2 separate regions of the Mus musculus genome follow, and region 1 is linked to region 2. A link is a contact called in public Hi-C data. All regions are on one chromosome and are shown on one strand. Each heading gives the region's core, a stretch centred on a gene start, on an enhancer-like site or on the middle of the called end of the contact. The rest is flanking DNA. Distances are from core to core; before and after follow the strand shown.

Region 1 (3,389 bases), core at 519-3,018, 96 kb after region 2:
TTTATTTTTCCATTTTAAAAATAATTTGTTCCTTTTTGAACAACAAAAAAGTCTAGTTATCACTGAAGGACACAATTTCAGCAATATAAAAGTATACTTTTACTTTATAATTCTTTGCTTTATAATCCATTGTAGTTCTTTAAAAATATTTTAATAGGAAGTACTTTTTAGGAAGAGTCTTATGCATCCCTGGTCACATCCTAAAGGCATCATTGCCAGGGGCAGATCCAGGTGATCTAGAGGCTCTGCTGGGTGCTGAGGACCAAGTAATTGTGTGCAGGATGAATTGTATGTGTGTATATGTGGGTGTAGGTGTATATAGTTGGTGTATGTGTGATGTATGTGTGGTATGTATATATTGTATGTAGAAAATATATAGTGTGTATAATGTGTGTGGAATGTCTATGTGTACATGTATGTGTGTTTGTATATGTGTATGTATGGTATAAATACATAGTATATGCAGCATATATATATACATATATATATATTATGCAGTATATTTGTATAGCTCATGGTATATATATATATATATATATATATACATATATATATATATATATATATATAATGTGTATGTGGTATATGTACCATGTGCATATGTGTGTGTATATGCTGTGTGTGCATGTGTTATGTGTGCATTTTTATGGCATGTGCATATGTGGTGTGTGTATGCACATGTGTGTGATGTATATGTGTGTGTGTATGTATATGTGAGGTGTGTGTGTGTGTGTGTGTATGTGTAGTGTGTATGTGTGTTTCTCTGTGTTACAAAGTTGCCACTCATTTTTTTTTCTGTTCACAACAATGTCTGGAGAGCAGCCCTCTTGCACATTGCTCTGTCTCTTCTCTTTGTGTTGCTGACCTCTGCTGTCCGAGAAGTGCACCTGTGCACCTCTGCAGTGAGGAATGACCACAGGTCACAGAGACTTTGCCTTTATTTCCCCATAAGCCTCTTACGTGTGGAGACTTGCCTGTGAGAACTGCACAGGATCACAGGTTTCAGGGTTACAGAGAACAGTGGGTTGCTGTGCTCAGAGAAGAAACAGCCCATGTCTCCAGATGTCTCTGCAGTGACAGCAAAATATGCTAGTTGACGTGATGCAGTGGCTCTTTATTTTTCCATACCTCCTCAGCCCCCCCCCCAAAAAAAAAACCCTATCCTGAAGACTTCTTTTTTTTCTTTTTGCCTGTGGGCTTTGGGTGCTGGGAATCAACAAGCGGAACTCCGTCTTAACCACTGAGCCTCTTATTCAACCTCCTGGAAGGAACCATTTTTGTTCGTATTATTCACAATATTATTATTATTATTATTATTATTATTATTATTATTATTATTATTAGTGTGTGGTCTACTCTACTGTTGATTTATTCTAGGATGTATTTTGATGAAGAAAATAATCCCCAGGGCTCCCAAGTATGCAAGCATATCTGCTAGTGAATTTATGAGTTTATTTCTTAATGAACTTCATTATATTTTAGATTTTAAGAACTTCCATACTCTTGATTCTGTGAATTCCGAACCTCACTTAATTCAGTGACCTCATCTGTCCAAACCACGTGAGGGGAGAAGTTTTGTGTCTTCCTTTAGGAGTTAGATAAATGATCTAACATTAGTCATTAGGATTAATGATTCTAGTGCAGTCCTCTGATAAGAAACAAGCATGATATCCTAAAATAGAAAGAATACAATCAAGGAATGTACTCTCACATAAATATCGATTCTGATAAGAGAATTGTGGAAAGTCCCACACTTGGTGAATCATTAGCTCACAGGAAGGGTGATCACCTCACAGGACTGGTGACAGGAATAGAGACTGGGCAGATGTTGCCACCTGCTGTTTGCTCGCTGCTATTATTCCCTTACGTAACAATTCCCCAAAGCTGCATTTCTTTTACCAGAAAGCTCATCCTTGCCTCAATCCCATTCTCTTTTAAAATCACTTTCGTTTTAATTAACTTACTTTTAAGTACAATACCAACCCGTTCATGGAGAGTGATCCTTCTTTTATAGATTGGGAAATTTCTCGAAATTTCCTTTAGCATGCTGAAACAAACAAACAAAACCAGCTTTGGGTTTTGACAGGCTACAGTTTATGTAATTGAAATCTCATTGAAAAGCACATCATTATCCAATTGAATCTGAAGCAATCAAGATCACTGGGTTGCTACTGAGTTTTAGTCTGTGGAAATTGATTTGTTTGTTTGTTTTTTGGTATAGTCTTAGTCTTTTCAGACTGTTATAACAAAATGTCATAAGTTATATACAGAAGAAATATTTATCTTTAGTCTGTAGGAGGAGGAGAACAAGATAGAAGCGATATAGGATTTGGGGTCAGTGAGGCTATTCCTGGCTACTTCACTTGTAGACAGATCAGTGATCTCTCTGATCCCCAGTTGGCTATTTAGTCTGCCACCCTCAGGATCTAATCACCTTATAAAGACACGAGTTTAGGATGTGAATGCATGCCTCTGGGAGTGGAACTGGAACTGGAATCCCAAATTCTATTAGGCAATGACACTCTAAACATTGGATGGCAGTGACTGGTCAATTCTTTTTTATTAGGGTAAAACCCAATTTCCTTTCTTACTAATTAGTTTTCCTAATTGTACTTGATGATTCAACAATATGCATTGAATGCAGTTGTCCGTATGTCATTCATTCAATCCAGACACAAAGGAAACCTCAAAAAGCTCTTAGCTTAATTTCAGGTTTACTGTGAATGATCTGAGATAACATTATAGACTCATGGTTATGGCAGAACCAAGGTTAGGGTTAAGTAAAATATATTAAATGTTTTCTTGTCTGTAATGCTTTGGACGTACTAGGAGATGTGGTCTGTAAAATAATTAATAAAGTACTTGTTTCCATATTACAGATACGGAAATTTGGACACAAGAAAATTGAAGTACTTGTGCATAAATGTCCCCCATCTAGCAAAAATAACCTTCTATTAGTTCTCTTAATTGCAAAGTTGACTCACTTATACTGTCTCTTATGAGTTAGCATAATTAATTTGTGTCTTAAGCAGTCAATCTTTTCTACTTTCCCTTCCTGAATGAGTTTGGAAGTACACTGTTTCACGGAGTCTCCAGCTAAGACTGGCCTTCACTAGGTGCCATATTCAATATCATGAAGTCCTTAGTACAGAATTTATCAGAGTCACACTCTAGGACATCAGACCTACAGGATCAGAGGAAGCACCGATGGATGTAACCAAAAGATGTCTTTTCCTTGTTTTTTGGCCTCAGCAGCTAAGATTCCAAAGGTCACTTTCTCTTAGCCTGTTATAGTTTCATCTCAGATGTGCTTTACTCTTTGGCCCTCTCTGAGTTTTCCTGCTGTACATCTCTAGACAGTCTGGGAGTCACGATTATGGCAGGCTCTC
Region 2 (3,109 bases), core at 52-2,551:
TGCTTTACCTGGTACTTTCCAGTTTTGCTAGTCTAGCTAGCTGGTGTGTCTAGCTAGCTATCTTCACCTTTCAAATTCTGGGATTACTGGTATACTGTTAACCCTGTCTGGATGAAGTTGCATTTGTGATAAAAGCTGAAAGAAAGGCTGGGCAAAGAGGCACTTGCAATGACTCCCTTCTTATGGAAGCACGGAAGCAGAGCCTTGGATTGGCTAAGAATGGATGTAGGTTTACTGCTCTTTTTTTTTTTAAATACCTGAAGCATGCTGGGTAAATTAGCTAGCAGTACTACCTCTGCCTTTCCTCACTTGCAAAAGGATTTAGCTCGTATGAAGCTAGGGAAAGCTAACTGAAGGATATTTTTAGAGCATGAAATATTGTAGTAGTCGTCATCATTTGTGATGAAAGGTTTATATTCTCAATATCAAACTCCAAGACTCTTACTTCTCTTAAAAGCAATTCATCTCTGCACAGGTTCCTTGTCAGAAAAGCAGCTGGATATTATTAATATTAAGAGGCCTCCCTGGTGTGAAGTATTGGCTCACAGATTATATGATTTTAGCATTAGAGCAGGAGATAAGAATTTAAAAAATGGATTACCACCCAAACCAGTAGATTAAAAGAAACTGTTCCTGACACCCACCTAAAGGATTGTTGCATGTGCTCTCGGTGACTGTCTCAGGCAGAACAGGTCAGATAGAGACAAACTGACCTTAAGGCATGCATTCTTACCATTACAAAAATTACACATTTTTTTTTGTCTGTGTAATATTTCCTTGATTTCCCCTTCTGTTGTTGGGATCATATCCCGTTATTTTAGAGATAGGGTCTTATGTAGTTTAGGCTGGCCTTGAACTTGCTATGTAGGTGAGAATGACCTTGAACTACTGCTTTTGTGTACTATGTGCTATAATATTACAGATATGTGGCACATGCGAGAGTCCCATTTAGGTCACGTCTTAATATTTTCATGCTACAAGATATAGGATATTTAGTAGCATCTATCTGTCAGTCAGCCTGTCTGTCTGTCCATCTGTCTGTCTAACTATCTCTATCATTTAACCTATCTATACCTACCAAAGGTCTTGCTATGCAGCTTAGGGTGGCCTTGAACTCATGCACTTCCCAAGACTTCAGAGAGCGCATTATACCATGCCTCACCACAATCCACTAGTATCAGTTTCTTGCTAAATAAAACATATGAGTGAATAAGTAATCCAAAGAGCATAGAGATGGCTACTCCTTAAAGCCACCTTTGGCCATATTTCTTGTTAATGGGCACTAAACTACATGTGTCAGTGACGAGCGTCTAATTAAAACCACCAGCATTTCCTGTGTCCCAACTGATGTCAGAACTGTTACAAATCATCCACGTGTCCCTTTGCTTAGAGCTTGACAACCTACCAATCTGCTATGGGGAGGCCTGGTGACTATAACTTAACAACTATTCTTTCAGGACAGCCATAGTTTTTAACTGGGTTTTGGGATGTGGGGGATCTTCCAAGTGGCCAACCTGGACCAGAATCTAGCTTTCAATGACATAGGGAAGGGTCTGCTGTGAAGTTCAGCTCACAGTGGAAATACAGACATCTCTTTTTTTTTTTTTTTTTGGAGTGTCTTCCAAGATTTTGCTTGGGAAATGATCCATCACTAACAAAGCTTGAGGTCTGTGCTCACATTGCTAAAAAAGTATTAAATAGAAAGCTCTGTTCTTTGAAGTCCATAAGAGAAGATAAGTTTGAGTCCTTTAATGCCCTGGTTAACTTTTGAGCCACCAAAGCCAAAGCAAGATACATTAATATTAGTGTTGCTTGTCTGGGTGATTTTGAGATTGGAAGATTGACAACTTTGTTTTAGGGCACTTGCAAAGCTGCTGTAGGACAGGGAGCAAGCAGATTTACTTCCTGTCTAAGTTAATAAATTTCATTCCCTCCTCTAATTGGACATAGTCCAGGGTTATAAAGATAGTATCTCTCTCTGAGTCAGAGGCAGACAGACTTTCCAATTAGGGCAATAAATGTGATGTTTCTATAGGGGTGAGATTTCCCAGTAGCTCCTTTAAAAGAGTGACCCCTTTGGTGTGCAGCTCCTACCTTAGCTACATCTGCTTCTCTGCCACAGGCATTGTGTGAGCATGTTGCTCAGCTCTGCCATGTATAATAAACGGCACTGATGAATATGGCTTTATTGTCTCCTTCCTGATTGAATCTATGGAAACTTGGCAAGCTGACTGACTTGGCAGACATCATGGCGGCTGGTGTTCAGGATCTGTTTGGTTGCTAGTAGTATGTTCACCTCTGGAAAAAAATGCTGACAATGAGAACATCATGTGGAAGATGAATTCCCACTAGGATCCGTGCTTTTGACTTTTATAGAAGAGTCCACAGTCTCCTAGGAAATAGTGAAAGTATTCATAACTATGTTTCGGTGAATGTCTAGGAGTATCTTGAAAACATTACTGCTAAAATTTCTCTTCCTGCTGCCTTAGCAATAATCTTATCCTCCCCATCCATACAGCAAAGAAGGTATTTTGGTTAGGAGTTATTCATCAACTTCCCAAAAGTTTGTACAAATTTTATTGCATACAAGATCTATTTGGGAGCTTGGTGGAAGCAGATCGCTATGTCCTACCCTCCGGGGACTTACTGCGTGAGTCTGGGGGGCCAGACTGAAATAGCTTTTGAAAGGAAATCCAGAGAAATTTGACTTTGATGGAGCATATCATGGTTTAAATTTGAAAAGTTAAAAGAGCAAATGTCTTCTTTAAGTGAAACTGTAAGTAGGTGAGAGGCATAAAATTAATCTGTGTCTTTCCTTTTCAAGATGTAGGTGTGACTGGAGAGGCATTTGAGGATATTTGATGTGTCCCCATGCAGAAGCATTCTCTTGGAAGTCAGTTCCTCAGCACTGAGTTCTTCCTTGCTAAGGACTTGGCTGTTTTCCCCACAATAACAGTTGGAGTGAGTGACACAACTGGTCCAGACATTATTTGTTATGGGATTTGTGTAACGTTTTAGAAATATTCTGGGGCTGGAGAGATGACTCAGCGGGTAAGAGCACTGACTGCTCTTCCAAAGGTCCTAAGTTCAATTCCCAGCAACGACATGG

What was found. Hi-C and Micro-C count contacts between places; a contact is called where the count stands out from the background.
Region 1: a Hi-C map of the N1E-115 cell line shows a contact between it and region 2, with 5 times the contacts expected there. The contact joins two enhancer-like sites. A contact is called at or near these places in 14 of 484 Hi-C or Micro-C datasets (the AML12 cell line, the C2C12 cell line, the N1E-115 cell line and 7 more) and 3 of 115 datasets of contacts at active chromatin or transcription factors (bone marrow-derived macrophages, fibro-adipogenic progenitors and pancreatic cancer cells).

The regions. Positions count from the first base shown.
Region 1 is chr1:31,152,338-31,155,726 of GRCm38.p6, forward strand. All of the region lies in intron 2 of 4931428L18Rik (RIKEN cDNA 4931428L18 gene), which reads right to left. Among named protein-coding and RNA genes, the nearest start is that of Lgsn, 22 kb to the right of the region's middle. Within about 2 kb of position 1,769, at least 39 of the 459 cell types and tissues checked have an H3K27ac peak or open chromatin away from gene starts, as enhancers often do. A contact at or near this core is called in the C2C12 cell line, the N1E-115 cell line and pancreatic cancer cells, where this site is marked.
Region 2 is chr1:31,057,035-31,060,143 of GRCm38.p6, forward strand. The region is part of intron 1 of Gm29669 (predicted gene 29669); the gene reads right to left. Among named protein-coding and RNA genes, the nearest start is that of Gm29669, 38 kb to the right of the region's middle. Within about 2 kb of position 1,302, at least 36 of the 459 cell types and tissues checked have an H3K27ac peak or open chromatin away from gene starts, as enhancers often do. A contact at or near this core is called in the C2C12 cell line, the N1E-115 cell line and pancreatic cancer cells, where this site is marked.